Linked DNA regions of Rattus norvegicus: region 2 is linked to region 1. A link is a contact called in public Hi-C data. All regions are on one chromosome and are shown on one strand. Each heading gives the region's core, a stretch centred on a gene start, on an enhancer-like site or on the middle of the called end of the contact. The rest is flanking DNA. Distances are from core to core; before and after follow the strand shown.

Region 1 (3,511 bases), core at 639-3,138:
CAAAGGTCACTTTCTCCAAGATGCTCCTTGCCCACAAAGCTAAAGGTTTTTCTTCACTCTTACTTCCCATTTTCCTGTCTTTGTCTTCCTATATATTCCTTTATATAATCCATATCTATATCCGTATCTATACTATACCTGAACATAATTACATATGTAGAATGCATTTGTTTTCAGATATACTCTGTAAGTTTGATGAAAATGAGACTTCATGTTCTATTCATATATCTTCCACTACAGGGAAGCCTAGTAATAGCCTTTATTCTAGTAATAGCCTAGAATAAAGATTGTGGTTTCAAAATTCCCTAAACATTTTCCATGTGTATGTGTCACCTCAAGTTAGTGCTTTGAGGAGAAAGCTGCTGATTCTGGTCTTGGCAGATGGGGAAAGAAGGAAGCCACCATCCTTATCCTTTTCAGTGTTCTCAATCCACTGGTCCACAGCACATGAGTCTTAGTTTCACCTCTCCTTTTGGATTGTCCACCATAGGTCTAATGAGGAAGGACTCCACTTTGACACTGACATGACTAACTAGAGGATGTCTACCTTAGCTCCCTGTGAATAGATCTACCCTTCAGTTCATGTTTTACACCAAGCCCATGGAATTACAGATGAAGAATGACAAGCTGGGTGATGGCACCACAGAGCATGTGAGACTTGGAGGGTTTGATGCACTCATAGATGTGCAGGGGCTTTGGAGGAGTGGGATACGAACCTACAGGCTCCTTTCATGTCTCCCAAGCCAGCACCCTAGCACCTACCCATGAGGCTAAGCTCTTAGATACCTGTTGCCAAGCAGGATGACCTGGCATTCTTCCATGACCTGCAGAATTCTGCTTGACGTTTTTAGGAAGTGATTCCTCTCTCATATATGAGAGACACCATTCCAAACAGCATATTAGTGATGTGGCATTCAGCCCAGTCTCTGCCAGCCACAGGTTACTCCTTAACACTTGAATGTGGCTAGTTTTAATCTAGCTATGCTATTAGGTATAAAATAAACACTATATTTTAAATCCCACGTAAAAAATATATCTTAAATATCCCATTGTTAAATTGATTCCAAACAGGAAGGTCATATATTTTGAATGTTTTGAGAACATGAAACACACTGTTAAATTATCTTTGCCTTCTTATTAATTTATAGGTTCAGCTATTGGGGTGTTTAAAATTGCATAAATAGCTGGAATTTGTAGCTTGTACTGTTCTTCCACCTGTTGGCACTGTGACAGGGCAGTCATTCTCCTTCAGTGACCTCAAGAAGAGTACGGCTTTCTGTGTTACATCATGAATGATTGCTCCACCTTCCCTCCATGACCCTGTCTGTCCTCCACAGCTTCCATGCATGCTTTGTAATAGCCACCACTCCAGGCTCAGGGTACAGTTGACTTGAGGACTGTCAGCTGTACAATGGAAAACATTTCCCTTTAGTCATGTGACACACTGAGTCCTTTAAGAAACCCTCAGGCAGTTTCTCCATCTTAATCATGAATAGTCTGGTTTTCTGTATAAAATAATAAGTTGCTTGTAAATCACAGATTCTAAAATCTCAAAAGCCTTTTTATGGATCTTAATATTCTTATTTTCCTTATTGTGCTCATTTGTTATTTAATTGTTGCTATCGTGAAATATCAGGAGGAGTAGACATAAAGTCTATCAAGAAGAACAGGAATAAAATCCAAATACATTAATGATCTGGGAAATTCTAATATTTCATGCAGCCTTGCCTGAAAAGAAAACATTAACTGTTAATTAGCAGCTCCAAGCTCCCACAAAGGAGAACTGTCTTTCCACACTGGAAACACAGTTGTTCTTTACACTAATGTCTGTGTGGCCTTTTCTACAAAGGGGCTCATTGAGGATAGTAATTTATTCATCTCGCATGTCCCTTGGGTCAGGCTGATGCAGCCTTTGGTGTCTGCTTCTAGCCAGTGTTTGAGTGGGGCTGTCATGCAGGAGTGTGGCGTTGCAAGCCTTCCCTTGTTTCCCATCTCAGAGATCCAGGGAGCTGAAGCAGCTGGTAAAATTGGTACCTGTGCAACTTCATTTGAGGAGGGCAGAGACTCTTGTGTGTGGCTTTCTGAGTTTTTTAGGCACTCATATGAGATTCTAGGGAACACAAAGCATAACCAGGAAGACAGAACAAGAAAATGCATCTTCAGCCCTGTTAGAGCAACAGTTCTATATCTTCTCTTTAACAATTGCAGGCTAGGATAGAGTTCTTCCTTAGCATGCCCAAGAGCCTGGCTTCCATTCTTGCCACTGCAGAAAAAAATATCTCACAGGTCTCTGCTTCTTCACATGTATGGCAGGGATAATAAACTTTGGAAGATGTGCCAAAAGGACAATGTACTATTTTAAGTGAAGAGAGTAAACCAAAGCAAAGCCGTCTTGCATCAGGCCCTCTGGAGCACAGGGACAAAGAGCTGAGGTTAAGAAATTGACCTGAGAGATAAAAGCAGAAAACAGTTATGTGGTTATCAGAAGTTGGACTGTGTCCTCCCCCAAATGCATATCCTAGTTCCTTGGAATGTCACTGGATCTAGATAGAGATGGAGTCTTTCGAGGGTGATTATGATAGGGTTATTTGTCTGGTCCAGGTAGCCTGGAGCTATTAAAAAGAGAAGGACACTTATTAGGACCCAAGAAAGTATTCAGGAAATGTCATTCATTTGTCAAGAACAGCAATTTGAGAAGGAATTAAAACTTGGATTGTGAAATAATTATTTTCTGTTGATTGACTCCCCCAGCTTCTGGTACCTTGTCGGGTTTCCTGTCAAACTGGCATGGGAGTAAGAAAGTGACAAGAATGGGAGAAGACCACACAGGTACATCCATCAGCAGGTCTGAAGTCACACTGTGGACTCCTAGACATAAGACATGATGTCATTCCCAAGGATGGGGAATCTGGGGTTTTCACCCACCAGCTCCCATACAGTATTGGCTACAGATGAAAGCCAGGGCAATAGACCTTGATCTTCTCCCTAGTAGGCTGGTGGGTCCTGAAGTCAGAGAATCTCATACTACAGCAATCGCCATCCTTCAGATCAAAGGGTAAGTGAGTACCCAAGGGTGCAGGCTCTATACTTGAGACATCTGACACCAAGATGCTCCACCTATGATGGTTACTCAAAAGTGAAGGCAGCCGACTAACCGCATATGCAGGTAATAGCCCTGTCCTACACCCTGAGATTATCTAAGTGATGGACATATCAAACTCGTATCATACTTTAACTTGGAGCATGGTAGATAAAAGTTATGTTAAAATATACAAAGGAAAGCAAGTGGGATAATGAGGCCAGCTGGGCACCGGGTCATAGCCATGTGCAGGGGCAAAAGACCAGACTGAAAACCCTATCAGATAGTTTTTCACACTGAGGAAGAATGGATTGATTTACCAAGGAACACAGAATTCTAGGGTGACCATGACTTGTTTTGATGACACCAAAATTTATTCCTGAGAGACTAGATTATAGATGGGGAACCCTAAGGAGCTAAGAGGAAAAAGAC
Region 2 (3,496 bases), core at 448-2,947, 390 kb after region 1:
CCAAGGGAATCCAGGGAATTTGTGGAGATGTGTAAAGGAGACTACTACTATGTTTGGATACTCTTGTTAGCATTGCAGTGATAGGACACGGCCTGCAAAGCATTTCTTAGCCTACATCCTCATGGGATGCCTCGGATCCATGCCTCCTTGAGCATGCGCACAGGGCACTCATTCTCTTACCCATCTACTCACTCCTGCTCAGTCACCAATATGCCTGAGCTTATGGGCCAAGCTCTGGGCCCCAGATGAGGTGCCCATCTCCTTTCAGGGACCACTGTAGTTAGTCTGAGAATTCAACATGGGCTCTGTTCTAGTTGTATGGTAGAATTCAGTCAAACAAGTATGATGTATACATCCAGGCAATACAGGAGATTTTTGTAGTCACTTGGGAAATAAGAAAGGTACTTGCATCTATCCGTTATGCTCTCCCTCCCACAAGACCACTGGAAACCCTAGTTGGCCCCTTTCCAACCACCCTGTGTGTTCCTGGATTACCTTACTGAGACACAGCTTTTCACATCTTTCCCATGCCAGACTCTCTGCTGTACCTCTAGTTACACCAGCCTGAGCCCTCCAGGTTCTCTACCCTTAGAATATTCTGTGTGTGTCCAAACCTTAGGCCTATAGTTCCCCAGTGGGAACTTCCTTTTCTGAATGGGGTTCATCAGACTGGGTGTGGAGCATAGCATCTTTGGCTCCTGGGAGAACTAATCATGGATTTCCACAAATGAAAGGAAAGGAGTTGCTAACATCTCTAATACGCCACTTGACACAAGTGTTCTGTAAGAGTCCGAGGGTGGAGACAAAGACACTGGTCCTCAGGACAGTCTGTGTGAGTTCATTTTTGCAACATGCTCAATTCCCAAAGCAGACATTCAAATTAACAGGGGAAAGGACTGACCTCGGAAATGTGCGCCCTCTTTCACTTCTCTTTATATTTAAAATGAGTTTAGTAACTTCTAACCGCATCAGCTGTCTTTCAAAAAGCTACAGAATCTTATTCCGGAGTAACCTTCCAATTTTGTGAATAGCGGTTAAATAAGATGTCGACGTAAAACCAGTAGCTCTTGGGAGCTTGGGTGATGAAAAAGGATGATGATGTAAGATCACGTGAATCACTTCCCTCAGGGTTTGCTAGCAAATTCCAGGGGGCAATGAGTTATTAGTCTCTATTCCAGGACTGCAGCCCTGGAGACGTGGCTCCGTCCCATCTCTATGGGACCAGATAACACACCGTGTTCCCGTGGATCCGAAGGACACAGGAACACGCTGTCTGCATCCTCACATCCAGTGTGCCAAGCAGAAGGAGAGGTGGAGGAGGGGAGTGTTTGTTTTAGTATTCTTTAAAAATTAAAGCTCATTAAATGCATTCAATTATTTAAAAGAATTAAAAATTAAAAATAATTCCAGATTTAAAATTGATTTGTAATAAGCTTTCGTATCAGGGAGAAAAAAAAAAAACACAGACATGGGAGGGCAAATCTTGATCATCCTATAGTTTGTGAAGTTACCTGCTACAGTGATGACACCTGCCATACACACAGGAAGTTCAGAGGAAGGAAAACCTGCTTCCCTCAGGCCCAGATGTGGAGGGTAGCGGGGAAAATGAGAGCAGCCGATGCTACCGGTCTTGTGCTCTTTCCAGCTGCGGCCCATTTGCACGTGGCTATGTTATTGATGCTGTTGACAAAAGGAAGCCAGAGTATATCTTGTGATTCCCTGGCAAGGGGCAGCTTGCTAACATGCTGCCCTCGCTGGAGCCCAGGCAGAGCATATCAAATCCCCATGAAGTCAGCTAGCAACATCTTTCATTCGTCACCGTGGGCTGTCAGGCTGCAAAGAGCATTAACGCGGGAGCCTTTCCAGAGAGCTCGGCAGCTGCTAGTGTCAGGACGATGTCCACACTCCATCCAGACAAACCCACAGTTATCTAACCTCCTTCTTCTTCCGTCTCAGGCAACAGTGCCAGCCTCCCCACCCCCAACCCGTTTTTCCAGCTCTCTGGATCATAGCAGCAGGCTCAGCTGGAAGAACAGCCCCCTTCCCTGTTTTGCTCAGGCTTCCTCTGCTAATTCACATGCTCACATTGACGCACAGAGAGCCCCTAGGGTGCAGAATCCCCCGAGAACATGACATACGAATACCCAACTATCTCGTGGAGCCCCACCCAGAGAGAAGCAGATCAGCCACTTTCAGACAGCCTTGGCAATGAGGAGGAAGCTTCCAGATGCACAGCCTTCTGCAAGCTGTGTCGCCGCTCTAGGCTTGTGAACAACAAGGAACTCGGGGTGAAAATCTGACTCTGGCGAGAGTTTGTTGTGCCACTCCAGGCGGGTTAAGTTTTAGTTACATCTGCTGAGTGAGAGATAGAGATCCCATCGGCTAAAGCCTATGGCAGAAACCTGGCTCTCCTGCCTCTAAACAACACTCTCCCATCTCTGTGCATTACTATTACTTGGTATGACATAAAAACCCATAGCAGGGTTGGGGATTTAGCTCAGAGGTAGAGCACTTGCCTAGCAAGCACAAGGCCCTGGGTTCGATCCCCAGCTCCAAAAAAAAGAAAAGAAAAAAAAAAAACCCATAGCAGGAGATCAGCTCTCAAACACTTGGACTGTGCACACAGCTCCCTTAACGATGAGCATGCTGTAGCCTCTAAACCACCTACCTCTAAGACCTATCTTCTTGTAAAAACCAAAACACCGCACTCTCAAATGCTCCGTCCTCCTCCCGCCTGGCAGCCACCGTATCATTCTGTGTCATCAGAACAATGCTGGGTAGTCCTCGTCTCTTCACAGCACCTGGGCGGTAACACCGATGGCGTTCTGGACGTCATCAGTAAAAGTAGGGACCAGGTTGTTACATATCTGTAATCCCTGCACTTGGGAGGCTGAAACAGGAGGATTGTGTGGAGTTCAAAGCAAGACCAGGTGGGCCATAGAGAGACCTTGTCTCAAAAAAAAAAAAAAAATCTGTTAATTGATCAGTCCGTAAATCTAAAATTAAAAATTGCATTTGTGGGAAAAAAGACATGGAGAAGGTAAGTGTAAATATGTTAACTTCAGCTGAAAAAGAGTGGAGCCAGCTCAGTGCCCAGACAGACAGACAGACAGATGCTCTTTTTTTTTTTTTTATCTTGTGTTCTACTTGCTGTATGCCAAAAGGCCTTATCCCAGAGTCCAGGGAGAGAAAGAACACTACCTTGGCTCAGACCTCGGTTTTCCTGCCTAGCATTCCACTTTAAAATCCTGGGGAAGCCAAGGTCAGAAGGCAGTGTGTGCAGGTCCTCCCTAGGACCTGCAGAAGACTTTTCCTTTGGCACGGAAGCTCATACCTTTGTCTGGCCCACTTTGGAATCTCAGCCTGGAGTCAGTCCCTTGGATAATTTTGCTCCATTCGTAATGAACTCACTGGCCACAGTCACAGAAACTCCTTCTATTGCACATGTCACGAGTGGCATATCTGGATGCCTTGTGAGGCCTAATGAAAAGCCAGG

What was found. A called contact is a pair of places that touch in the nucleus more often than the background predicts.
Region 2: a contact with region 1 is called in a Hi-C map of Schwann cells, with 5 times the contacts expected there. The contact joins two enhancer-like sites. A contact is called at or near these places in 3 of 12 Hi-C or Micro-C datasets (Schwann cells, frontal cortex and kidney) and 1 of 1 datasets of contacts at active chromatin or transcription factors (oligodendrocytes).

What each region holds. Positions count from the first base shown.
Region 1 is chr14:75,825,768-75,829,278 of GRCr8, forward strand. It overlaps LOC108352769 (a long non-coding RNA gene), which reads left to right. Exons shown (of 4, transcript XR_001841161.3): 3 at 491-651; 4 at 2,752-3,511. Among named protein-coding and RNA genes, the nearest start is that of Clnk, 310 kb to the right of the region's middle. Within about 2 kb of position 1,889, at least 41 of the 93 cell types and tissues checked have an H3K27ac peak or open chromatin away from gene starts, as enhancers often do.
Region 2 is chr14:76,216,349-76,219,844 of GRCr8, forward strand. All of the region lies in intron 3 of Clnk (cytokine-dependent hematopoietic cell linker), which reads left to right. Among named protein-coding and RNA genes, the nearest start is that of Clnk, 82 kb to the left of the region's middle. Within about 2 kb of position 1,698, at least 24 of the 93 cell types and tissues checked have an H3K27ac peak or open chromatin away from gene starts, as enhancers often do.